Linked DNA regions of Drosophila melanogaster: region 2 is linked to region 1. Evidence: chromatin contacts called from public Hi-C data. All regions are on one chromosome and are shown on one strand. The core of a region is the stretch at or near the end of the contact, and the rest is flanking DNA. Distances in the headings are between cores, read along the strand shown. Region 1 overlaps CG43739. Region 2 holds the start of CG43739.

Evidence for each region. A called contact is a pair of places that touch in the nucleus more often than the background predicts.
Region 2: a Hi-C map of the S2 cell line shows a contact between it and region 1, with 2.8 times the contacts expected there. A contact is called at or near these places in 49 of 107 Hi-C or Micro-C datasets (the Clone 8 cell line, the D17-c3 cell line, the Kc167 cell line and 18 more) and 4 of 7 datasets of targeted methods (the Kc167 cell line and the S2 cell line).

The regions. Positions count from the first base shown.
Region 1 is chr2L:20,878,593-20,884,899 of dm6, reverse strand. CG43739 reads left to right here. Exons shown (of 11, transcript NM_001273719.1): 4 at 2,436-2,638; 5 at 2,709-2,913. It overlaps sky (skywalker), which reads left to right. Exons shown (of 11, transcript NM_206017.3): 4 at 2,436-2,638; 5 at 2,709-2,913. Among named protein-coding and RNA genes, the nearest start is that of CG14401, 12 kb to the right of the region's middle.
Region 2 is chr2L:20,915,269-20,922,144 of dm6, reverse strand. It overlaps CG43739, which reads left to right and starts at 3,214. Exons shown (of 11, transcript NM_001273719.1): 1 at 3,214-3,346; 2 at 5,025-5,240. sky (skywalker) reads left to right here and starts at 3,214. Exons shown (of 11, transcript NM_206017.3): 1 at 3,214-3,506; 2 at 5,025-5,240. It overlaps Mtp (Microsomal triacylglycerol transfer protein), which reads left to right. Exons shown (of 6, transcript NM_136231.4): 2 at 74-873; 3 at 929-1,859; 4 at 1,919-2,459; 5 at 2,527-2,694; 6 at 2,753-3,051. The coding sequence ends at 2,906.

The DNA.
Region 1 (6,307 bases), core at 3,735-6,234:
TGCATGAAAAATTCTTTGATGCTTCAAAAAGCGATGTTTATTATTACTTACCCTCAGCTCTCTACAAAATAACACTTAAATCGGTATACATATTTAGTAAATAAGTATAATTCAGGCGTAAAGAGAGCAAGAAAAGAAAAAAATAAAACAGATCAGCTGCGTGAATAAATCTTTTTTAATTTCCAAAATTCCCAGCTGTTGTGGAAGACAATGAATGATATTTTCGTGTGTGTATTCATTATCATACTAATAGCGATAAAGCTTCGGCGTTGAAACAAATGGTATCCGCTACATTGTTGATTTAATTGCATTGCGTTTTGTGCTCCTAATCAGATTGCACACTTTCAATGGCGTTTAGCGTATTTAAAGTATGTGAGTTAATCGCTGGGGCTTTGACTTGGATAGTTGTGTTATAAGTATGATCGTAAACTGACATAATATCCAATTATGAGGAATGTTTTGAGGGGCTTGTTTCGCTGTCGCAAACAAATGAAATTGATTGCGTTGATAGGAAAACTACTGCATCTGTGCAGTGTATATGTGGTGACGATATGCATCGCAGTTTTCCATATTGGTTGCTCGAAAAATGCAAATGGATCCGCGAGATGCCGTAGATGGGGATTAATTACCCCCACAAGCGACACAGCGACTGAACGAAGCTCCACTCAATTATACCAGTTTTTATTATTATTGCGTTTGCTGAATGAAAACACACTCACCCCGTATCTTATCGCTTTGGAGCAATTTGATAGTTCTCCCCGATCTTTTATTGGCCTAATGCTAAACGATTTTTATTCAAGCGATATCCGAAACCATTTTCGAATCGCGGGAAAACGAGCTGGCAAATAAATCAGTGGGTTCTGCAGCTCAGTATCTGATTTGCTGCCCGATACTGATATGACTCTGCCCGGCGCTATTTCCCTCGCTTTCCACCTTATCAGCTATCGGCGATAAGGGGGGCATGCAAAAATCGATCAGCTGTCGCCGCCTGTAATGAGACATGTCCGCAGTGCAATCAATTACCCCCACACCGATAGCTAATCAATAAGTGGCATTGAGGTGGCCACAGATACGGATGGAGCAGGGTGGGGGTCTCGGCGTTGTCCTACATACGCAGTTGACCAGCTGACCGAGGTGATAGTACATCTACGGCTGTCACCCAATTGACACATCTGCTTGAAAAGTCCGGGGGTTATGGGGATACAACGCAGCGCGGAGGGTTCCCGAAAAAGCACCTAATCCCATGACACCTAATTAAAAATAATTGTCTAATTTAAGAAGCTTCTGATTTACCTTAAGAACAATTTATTTAATCAATTCGAATAAAATCAGCACTTAATTACATACTAATAATTACACTTCTAATGCACTCGCCGATTGGCTACTTAATTCCAGGCTTTCATTTCAAATGAGGTAAAACGCGGAAGAGATGCCATTGGTTGTCTAGAAAATATTATTTTCTTCGGAATTTGTATAGGCTTAAAACATTTAAAGGTGCTTAGCTGATATCGGCATTTCTTTTTGCGAATGTTACCAAAAACAGAAACAGTTAAGTGACCATTTCTGAAGAAGTCATACAGTTTACTTATGTACGTCAATGGTACTTACTGTGGGAAAATTTGCCTCCAGCACCTTTCTGAAAACTAGCCAATGCCAAAGGCTAATGAAATTGTTGGGAAGTGTTCATCAAGTGAACGAACATTTTTTACTTATCAGATGCACTTTCTCAAGTATTTTATTTTGACCACTCGAGGCATGAGTAATGTCGCAACCCTACACATGAAATTTAACTACTTATCGGCGGTTCACAAGTGTTTTTTATCTTGAGCTCCGTTGGTCAAAAGCGCCTCGCGACTTTGATGATAGTGGAAAAGGTTCCTTGGACTGCCAGTTGAAAGGCTCTAGAGCGGTGATAACCTCAAGAACCTCCATTATTAGCCATAACAAAAACAATCGTGTCATATGATTGAAGTGCATGAAGTGCCAGAAATAGCCAAAACGGCAGCCTCGACCACTTGAGGTCTTCGTGTTTGTGTTTGATCGCGTAGTTTAAATAGTCGAAGGATTAGTGAGAGTTAATGACCTAACCTAAGAGGGATTAGCTTGAACACTAATCAAGTAAGCACTGTATACTTACGCCTCCAATTAAACTGTACTTATCAGCTGTAAGGATTAAACCTTTAGAGATTGAATGATAGCATATAATGGAAGCAGAGTAGGTGATTTAGATAAGATATATATATGTGTGACATATGTGTATATTTGGAAAACATCGTAAGCCCACGCTATCTTCGCCTAAAATGTAATACCTATATATTTGGGCACCTATTTCTGTTAATAGCCGACGTGAATCTATTAATATTCCCCACTTGTAACCTACTCCCACAGAGGACCTTTAATATAATCTAATCGGTGTCTCCTATCTTTGTTTGCAGGCAAGGAACCGGCACTGCGCTCCTACACGGAAATCCAGCAGCTGCTGCAGCAGGGCAAGAAGCGCGACGTGAAGAACATACTCAGGGAGAACTCGTGGCCCATTAACTCCCCGATCCGAGCCCAGCTATGGCCGATGTTGTGTGGCCAGCACCAGACCAAACAGCAAATGCTAGATGGCTTCTACTGGGAGATGGTTCACCAGGTGGGATCCATATACCAGATTTCACCCTTTTGTCCCGTACTTAACTAATGTGTGTTTTCCTAAAATTCAGGTCTTTGGCACCACGGAGCTGTCGGAGAAGCCGATCATGCTGCCCGCCTTTGTGGATGCCACCCACTGTTTGCCCTACCACTTGACCAGCACGGGACGAGCCGTGGCCGATCGCATCGTGAATGTCCTGGGCTACGACTGCCCCGATATTACCTACAGTCCAGTATTGTATCCCATTACATCGATACTTTTGCATTTCATGTCGGGTGAGTTATCGCAGTGCCAGCACTCCAGCACACAACATTCCACACCTCTCCATCCGCAGCACACGTGAATGTCAATATTTGATCGAGTCATTTTTATCGCCTCTACAAGGCACACAAAAATAAGTGGCACAATTGTAAGGCTCTACGCTCCAGACCCTCGGTTAGCTCCCTATATATCTATAGGTATATCTATATTTATATATCTGTGTGGTATATATACGGGGGTTCTCGGCGCGTATCGCAGCTGGTTGCAAATTGATGTATCGTGATTTTCTACCTAATTGATTTGGCCAACACGCAATGAGCCGCCAAATAATTTCTAATGTAAATCTTGTTATTCCTTTGTACTGTCTGAAGGTACAGTGAAAACCGGCATTGTAGGGCCGGCCGTTCAATCCTTGCCATTTACTTCAAGCAATTTCTGCTGCGATATGCAAATTCATCCTTGATTTGAGTCATTCTGTAATACATCCTGTAATATTTGTATAGCCTTGCGTCTGCATTAGGTATACTTGTAGGTTGAACTGTATCGCACTGTACTTGACCATAGTCAAGTGATCAACGTCTAACTGTCTGCTTTAGTTCCGCATTTGTTGTTGCTTCTGAAAAATTGTCCGTACTACTTCATTATCAGTTAATCATTATTCATTGTTGTTATTGGCGACACAATAACAAAATCGAATATTTAACTTACAGTATAGATTGTTTACTAGGAATTTGGTTTCATCCAGTCAGGTGCGGAGTCGGATCGAGTACAAATGCGCTGAATTCCGCTCCATCAATGATGGGAAAAATAATTGAATACGAAATGAGCAAAATTTAACCTAAAGGGATGTGAAAATTCGGAAGTTTGGCCAAATAATCGCACACCGCGTATTTCGAGGTCTAGCTATATGAAATAGACAGCTTGTAATGCGAGTGACCCATTGATAACCTCTTAATTGTGGCAATATGCATAATCTACAGGAATCTAATCAATTCCAATTGCTCGGCCCTTAAATAGTTTTCATATTTTTAAAAAGTAAGACAATCCGTCAATCGTTCTATCAAACTTTTATTTCTAAAAATATTTTCCGCTGCTCTCTGAAAATGATTTCAATTCGATTTCATATGTATACATATGTATGCACTTATATTCTGGAGATGCTGATAAGCTGATTTTTTGAGGAGGAGGTCAGACAGCCTGTCATTTTGAAGGTTTATTTACACTGTGCGAAATACCTTCCCTCCTTTGTGTCTGTCTGGCAGACGAAACTGTTCGATTCCGGTCTAGATTTCGAGGTAATTTCCCGCCCTCCAAAGAAATCTGATTTTTTCTAGGTCATACAAAATTTTTTTTCTTATATAAAACTGCTATTACTTTTTTTTTTTTGTGGTCATAAACATTGAAAGAAGTTGCAGTGAAATGACTCCAAAAAAAAAACTGCCAAACCGAAGGATACTGGAATAAAGAAAATTGAAAAGTGAGCTGCGTTCAGCCAACGCATTTAAATGTGGAACGTTTTTCTGCCTGCACTTTCAAGTTCAAGAGTCGCACATAAACGAATGTTTAAACTTTAAAGTGGTATAGATAGCACATATGCATATGTCGGACTGTTGGAATTTCGCTGTTGACGTCATTGCATTCGACTCGGTTTGATTCGTCTTCTTTTGCAATTGGCGAATTTGCCTTTAGCCACTTAAAGTAAACAGAGCAAAAGTCGAAGCAGAACATTGAAATATTGGCATGTTTCAAGGCCTGGGGATACGTTTCTTAGTTTACTGACACACTTCTGTGTGTCTTTAATAACTTTTGCATATATACTCATGACGCTCCTCTAATTTACTTTTGGAAAAGCATCACTCATCACACTGGTTTTTTGGGATTCGTGTGCTTTTAGTATTTCTTCTTTTTGTTCTAGAATCTTGAAATGGTTCTTTGATTTGCGTTGTGCTTGGCTAATAATGCCAACACGTGAGCATAAAACTCGCATAAAACGCAGACAGAAGACAAGGCAGCAGCAGATAGGCAAATGCGCACATATGTGCTCCCCATCGTTTATGGATTTGTTTGCCAGTTCTATTCTCCACCGTTCTGGCTCCCCATTGTTCTGTTTGTGTTTTTGCGCCCTACCCAAACATTGTCGCTTTGGTATACCTGGCTTACCCGATTCCTATGCGGAGTGCTCATCATCACATCAAATAGTTGGCAATGCCGGGCACGCACAATTCAGATTAAAGTATATGGAATATTTCGCAGTACTTGGCTTTAATGGCCCAGCACTCTGACGTCAGACTTGACTCAGGTAGAGAGTGAAAATTGGAATATAGCCCTGCTTTAATTTGCATTTCTCTGCCCTTTCCCATGCATATGCATTAGCCAGCTAAATAAGTGAAATGGAGGCGGGTTTTCAAGGTTCCCCAGGCGTAAAAGGGGGATTTGAATTGTATCTCTTTGTTTCGCGGCACTTTACGGGGCAAAACACAGGTAAATAGTGTGTATCTTATCAGCTTCATTCAGAAAGCTCTAAAATCCATACCGTCTATTTCTTATAGAGCTATTTCCCAGTTTCTTCATGCCTACTCAGATTTGCTTGTCTGCTGCTCTCCGCCGATTAGCAATTCAAAAATGTTATTTTTGCTTTTATCTAAGTCTATTAAGTGGGCCGTGTGTAAGTTCCGCTTTTGTTTTTGTCTTGCCATATTTACATTGTTTATGCTTGAGTTTGTTGAGCTAATTAAAGTAGGAGAGCAGATGGACTGGACTCCTGGTTTCTGTTCGTGTATCTCGGCTGTGGGTCTTTTGGCTATCTTTGGCTATTTTTAGTTGGCTTATATCTCATAAATAACTCGACACGTGCTCTCTGACGTCTACCGACTTAACATTCTGTCTCATTAGCCAATCGACCTTTGTCTGTATTCAAAAGTAGCTTTGGTGATGCCTTTGGTTTCTGGTATTCTGTTTCTTTGGCACGCTCGCGTTTACCACAGTTTTAAATCGTTATTATCAGTTACTTGATTAATTTCAATTGAAATTGTTTACTTTTGCTTTCGCGCCGACTGATAATGAGTATGTGAGGGGTCGTTAAAAGTTTGACCAGAATGCAAATGTTGGCGAATTATTGCAATTGCAGTGTCTAACGCTCGTCATAGTCTATATATAGCGAGGCTCTTGAATATTTAATGAACTTATCAAATGTTTGCCCGGACTCCAGCTGTCTTTCCGCAATAGATAAAGTTCAGCACACTATATGTACTATACTCCAGACCCTGCCCTGCATCCGATGCCCTGGCAAATGAGAGCAATCCGGGGAAACTAAGTCGAACCGCCTGGGGCCAGTGTAATCCACTGATAAGCCGGCGAAATCCGCTGATAAGACCTTTGTTTACCCCGCGGCGTTTGAAACTAATTAAA
Region 2 (6,876 bases), core at 1,965-4,464, 39 kb before region 1:
CTGGGTGAAAGTTATAACAATTCGTTTGACTAATGACGTGTTCTACTATTTCTTTTCGGCCACATTTCTGTAGAGGATGGAAAAACGGCCCTAATAGCTCCGAACAGTCAGCAAATTTTCAAGCTACAGAATCAAGTGATACTCCAGGAACTGGGACGAGATTCAAGCTCCGCGGAGACGAGCTATACATTTGAGACAGATCTCAAGATCAACTCAGTTTGGAGTGGAGATGAGGACCAGTTACTGGAGGTTTTTATCAGCGGAAGCAAGGTCGACGCCTCTGGAAAAGCCCGCTCAATTACCCGGATACCCGATAGACCTTTTTATATTAGTCTGGTTAGGGGACAGCCTGACAAGGTCATCGCCCATACATCCAAAGATCAATCCCTGTTGAACTTGGAGCGCGGAATTGCTTCCCTGCTGCAGCTCAGATTGGATGCTTCCCAGGAGGAGGAACTGGATGTTTCTGGCCTGTGTCGTGTGTCCTATAATGTCAAATCATCCACGAAAGTGGAGAAAACCAAAAGGGACTGCTCTCTGTGGGATCTCAGGGTCAACTATAACCCAGAAGAAGCTCTTGGAGTTACTCAGCAAGCCCAGGAGACGGTCTTCTACGAGCTCTCTTCAGAGGGCACACTCTTGCATGCAGAGTCTCAGGAGAATCACCGCCTCAATCTAGCTGCCAAACCGGATGTGGGAAGCTTCGTGAAGAGTTCGTTGATTCTGCAACACGTCTCGCAAGGATCGGAGGAAGTCAAGCAACTGCAACTAGGCAGCTTAGATAAGGCCATCCAGAGCCTGCTCGAATGGTATCGCGTTTTTGAGCTAGAGTCCGATGTAGATGGCATGATCAGTGCGATCAAAGAGCAAACGGTATGTAAATAATTTCAAATTTGGGGATTGCTGAACTAAAAATATATTCTTCCAGCTGGAGGACCAATTAAAGGCCTCTCTGACGGAATTGCAATCCGCCGACGTGGGCAAATCCTCGCTGGCTCTTGCGTACGTAAAACTAATTCCCCTGGCTCGCATCACAAGGCAAGAACAATTTGAAGATCTACTTACGGAACACGCAGAAGTTCTGCCCCAGTTGGTGGATCTTTTGGGTGCTGTTCAAACGTTCGATGCTCATAATGCCACCTTTGGATTCCTTTACAAGGAGTCGGAAACCACAAGCGAGCAATTGGATCTGCTAGAGAAATACCTGCAGTCCCTGGCGGTCGCCACCCATCCAGACAGGAAAATAGTTGAGCACTTGTTTGGATTGCTAGAACAGGAATCTATCAAAAAGCATTTAAAGCTGAGGGAAAGCGTTATCCAAACCGTGGCCACCTTGACCCGCCAAAGCGGACTAGATGTTGAAGATCCTTTGTTGAAGGAAGTGCGTTCTTATCTACTGCAAGGTCTCACCTCCAAGGAGCCTACCTTGTACATAAGGGCTCTGCAAAATCTCCAGGATCCTGCTACCATTGAAGCTCTGCTGGAGCACGCTCAAACTGGCGAGGCTCCCAATTTATCGGTGGCTGCCTTACAGGCTCTGAAAGCCTTTCCCCTAGGTAGCTTTAACTCTTCACATCGCTTGCAGTTCGAGAGCATATTCTACCAGCGAAAGCGTCGCTTTGATAGCTCCGCTCGCACTCTGGCTCTTGATATTATCCTGTCCCTCCGGCCAACTCAGGAGCAATTGGGCAACTTCTTGGATTACCTAGCCTCCAATGATCGCCAGTTTGAGATCAAAACATACGTGCTGCAGAAGCTAAGAATGCTGGCTGAGAAGTGCCCGCGATTTAGGGCTTTGTTCAAATCGGAGCTTGTCAAGCGGAGGCATGTAAACAACTACAATGTGCTGGGACAAAAGGGTGAGTACCTAATTTCCTAATGACACTGTTCAAACAATTATGAACTTTAATACTTACAGGTCTTACGACAGTCCTCACCCGTCAGCTTTCCCAGGCTCCAGCCTTCAACGAAACCCTGCTAAGTACCCAGGAAGTGTATCAGGGAATCCTGAAACGTGGCTCCGTGGAATTTCTGCTCCACGCAGGCCGTTCCCAAGCCAGCAGCTTTAAATTGGGCATCTACACTGCCGGCTTGGGCTCGCTGGTAGGCGATGGTGACTCCGGCGATGGAAATGATGCAATCCCGGCGGATGATGAGTTCAGCGAAGACGAAGCGGTCACCGCGGGCATGGAGATCAGTGTGCAGGGTGCTCAATTGCGACCCCTAGTATTCTTCAGCGGTCAGACCGAGCTAATGGGTCACGTGTGGGGAGGAAGTGCCTCGGACTCAACGCCCGCTTACCAGGCAACCACTTTGTCCCAGGATAACGAGCACTACATAATCCTGACCTCCGGGGCGACGCTCCACTGGCGAGTTCTGGGCGCCAGGAGTGTGGATCTCAATGGCAAGGTGGGATTCAGCCTGTGGAATCGAAATGCCCAGACGGAAATCCAGCAGAAGTAAGTGAAAAAGCCAAAGCATTTGATTGGAATGTTATTTAACTCACGATTAACTTTTGGCTTATAGCACTGGCAGCGCTGTTCTTGGTCATTTGGCCGTTGGCTTTACGTATGCGAAATTAGTGCAGGATTTCAGCATCACCCACGAACCAAAGTTGAGTCTGAATGCGGACTTGGACTTCTACAGCGGCATTAAATTGTGCATGCAACTCCAGCGACCTGAACAGCTTCTCAAGTAAGTTTGCTAGAACTATTTTAATGACTCACATGCTAATTGAAAGCCTCCTTCACAGACAAACCAACGTTCGTTCGGTTTTCCTGCAGTCTGTTGATCGTCCTTATGCCAAACATGTGCGCTCTACACTCTCCCACAAAACTGCCGGCTGCACTTTTGCCCTCAACCAAAAAAACAACGAAATGTGCAACCTCATTTTTAGGGACTTGTAGATTCTACTCAAGAGATTATTGGAGATTCCTTGCATAAAAACTATATTTCTATGTGAAAACTCAGAGATTAAGACTCGATATAGTTGTAAACTTAAACGAACAAAGACCATTTAATTTTCAAATGCAACAAGTTTTTAATATCTTTTGAGCAACTCGAAAATTACTGGAAAAGTGGAAATGTGCATTTTTTCTCGATTCACAATAGTCACACCTTAGATTTAAAAATCCCGCCCAAGTGCTGCGAAACGCGAAAGGGGACTTATCGAGCTATCGATTGCAAGAGCTACGCATTCCCATCCCTAAATTCCGCAGTACATTCAAACACTACTACGTTGTGCTTCTTCTTCAAACGCGGCATAAAAGAGGTGCACTCCACAAGCACGAAAAGAAAATAACTACTGCAAAAATATCGTCGAACGCACGAGTCATATTAAATAAAGGTTAATAGAAGCAGGCATCGGAAAAGCTTGATTCCGGAGAAGTGAAACAAATTAGGCCACCGAATGGTGCTCTTCTTCTTTTTGTCGGAATTAGAAGGCTCGTCGCACACACACAGTCGCAAACAAATGCGAAATCAAAAGCGTCATCCGATTGTCTAAAGTAAATACTTCTATTTGCAAGCTGAAAGGCGCGACAAATTAAATAGTTCAAACTTAATAAATCGATATTTGTGTCACCAATTTGCGCGTTTAAATCAAGTGCTAAGCAATGTACTAAAATTAACAATTCCCTTGCCTTTTAAACTCATACAAACACAATTGGAGCGAGAAAGAGATGGGAAAGAAGAAGAATTGTTGTTGTTGACGTGTTCTGTTTGTGCTCATGTGTGCGTGTTCGGGAATTTCTGTTGCGTGAAGTTGCAATACCAAAAAAACCACGTGTGAAATGTTCTGCAATTTTTGTAATTTATTCTGCTGAATTGTTATCACTTTTTAAGAAAACAATCTGTAAGAGGCGTTTGCCTTGGCATCTTATTGGCACAACATTTTAACGCAAATTACTACTCCGTACGAAAGCATTAAGAATCATAAATAAATAAAAAACGAGATCTGAAATCTGAAATATGTATATTGAAGAAAGATCTAGAATATCCAAAACCAGGGGCACAGATGGTGACTATTTTTGTGAACTGCATTGTGATAGGGGTACCTTTTTACCACACACACTTGCGCACTTGCTGCTCTCTCCCTATTCTCCCACTTTTTATAACGGTATCACGCACCCTGCTTATCGGCATTGTGAAAATTTTGTTTGGCTTTAAAGAAATTTCCATTCATAATAATTTTGTGTATTTCAAAAGTTGGTTTATTTGCAAAAATATGTATAAATTCATTTGCTAACATTAGTTTTTTACTTGTATGGTTTGGGTGATGCTCTCTCAAACTTCTTTAAGTCTCACTCGTCCGACATCCAACCGCACAGTGGGAAAGTTCTTAATCCTTTCTGCCATTATTTCAGTGCTTAAAACAGGATTTTTTGTGTGAAAAATCCGAATTCACTGATATAAATACACTAAATTGTTGTTATGTTATGTTTTAGTAAAGTTGGAATTAGCTTGATAAAATCATGATTTTATTATTCTTTAGTTTTTTAATAATGAGATTTTGTAAATTGTTCCTAAACAATAAACAATAATAACTAAAAAAAAAAAACAGTATTTCATGCATACCACTGCACATTAATCCCACTGTTCGTCAAACGTTGGAGAGCGAGCAACGACGAGAGGTTCGCAACCGAAGCAGCAAACGAAAGTCTATTTAAGCAACCCGCAAAAGGCGCTCTTTCGTATTGCCCGATAATTTTTCGACCGCGCTGCTTGTGTTTTCGGTTCCCGCTGAAACAAACATAAAAAAAAGAATATAAAAAATATATATAAAAAAAAATGGATGTAGGGCGAAAATAGTTAAACCACTTTAAATATACGAAATACGCGAATTTCGGAAACTAGAAAATCCATCTTTTAAGGTAGTTTATTTATCCATCTCGCTTTTTCACTCTCCTCTGTGTGCGTGCGTGAGTGTGTGTGTAAAGGCCAAATAGTGCCCTTCGCCTCCCCGGCCACGCCCCCTTGGGCAGAGTAATAAAATGGGAAAGAGAATATATATCTTGCTCCTTTAGAATTTACCTGTGAAAGTGAAAACGTGACAACACGATAAAACGGACGAAGCAAGCAAAACAAAAAACGAGTGCATAAAAACAACGAAGGAGGATAAGAAAAAGAACAAGTGCAGCAAATCAGAAAAAAGAGAACGGAACAAGAACACAGAAAAAAAGTAAAAATAACCAACGAAGAAGGGCAAGGAAAACAAGAACAAAAACATCAGATATTGACAGGTAATAGCAGTCACTCTCCCATCCCTTTTTTTATCGCTCTCTACCCAAGAGAATTTCGAATTTAGTTGCACTATCACCATTTCTATGATTCATTTGTTATTTTGATAATAAATTGCAATTCACGTGGACTAAAGGGTTCAATCATGATATGATTGTTCTTTGTGATTCATTGTGATCATACATTTTATTCAAATTTGTTTTTGCTGAGATCCAACAAAATTGTATAAGTCTTAAAATGCCGTTTTTTAACTTTCATGTGCTCTTTATACCTACATAACTGATTAGATAGACGTTATTTTTCGTTCAACCTTGCACAATTTATGACGGCAGCAAACCACGTTATTCCATGTTGATAGCGAGAAAGAAGTTCAACTTTTTAATGCTGTTTAGTTAGGCATTAAAAATGTTGTAAAAAGCGAGTTCCGTTTTGTTCTTAAATTTACGGTGGATTATGTTGGTCGTTGGCTTTTTTTTTGTCCCATATTTTATGTTTATAGCCTAAATATAAGTTTATTATAAGTTTAATATAAATTTATGGTATATGTAGTGATTTTATACTTTAGTTTGGAATTTATGTGGACTTATGCACAAGTTCAACAGCTACAAATGTGTAACTTCAAAAAACCCCTTCCGTATTTCCCCCAAATAAACATTTTATGTCTTATATCTTCCTAATCATGACTCATCAATAGATAAATATTTTTTGGGTTTGGCAATCTCCGATTGCAAAATAGACGACCTTTGGAGTTATTAATTATAACTCTGTTTGTACTTCAAACATTTGTTTAAGCGATAAATATTCCTCATTGGGTCATATAATTTGTTTAATCTATAACTATAAATACAGTCCTGCTGGCTGAGTTTCAACGAAAAGGCAATGCAATCAGCAAACATTTGCCAAAAATTAAATTTCTCTGCTTGGTTATCTTATCTGCGGGCCAGAGAGCCGCATAAAGGAACACTAAATCGGCAAAACATGAGCCAGGTACTTGCGCATAACTAACTATCTATCTAAATCCATTTGACTGGCAATGAACAAATTGTATTTGGGTAAACTGTCTGTCAGCTGGTCCCATCGAACCGTTCGCTCACTTGAGATGTCCGATACAAAACGACTTTTTAAAAGTGCCTCGCAAAATAAAAAAAAAGCAGTCGTGCAATATATAGATACAGATCCGGCAGGCGAGTCAGCCAGAAAATGTAAGTCCAAAGCTGACCGACTGGAATCAGAATCAATCGATTTCAATAAGTCAACGTCGCGTTGCACAGAGTCTCACATCCATCTATTTATCTGTCCGTTTATCCAGTCCAGTCCACACCACACAGTAATAATAATTTTTTGTGAATGAAATAATATTCAAAATAGCATTTTGGATTTGATCGCTCTCCTACATTTTAATGGCGCCAAAAATATACATTTATATAAAATACTACATTTTTGATTATCAGAAACAAATGTTTTTCCCATATCATACAAGCGTTTTTCTGCGTGCATCTATCCATATCGCATTTTCAGCGAATATGTGTACGTGCCTAGGCGACGACAACGTGATTTATTCGGTGATTCACGTCGATTATTGTCCCACTGCAACCGACAAGAGTCTGTCTATAAGTTCCACAGCACTGTCAGCCACTT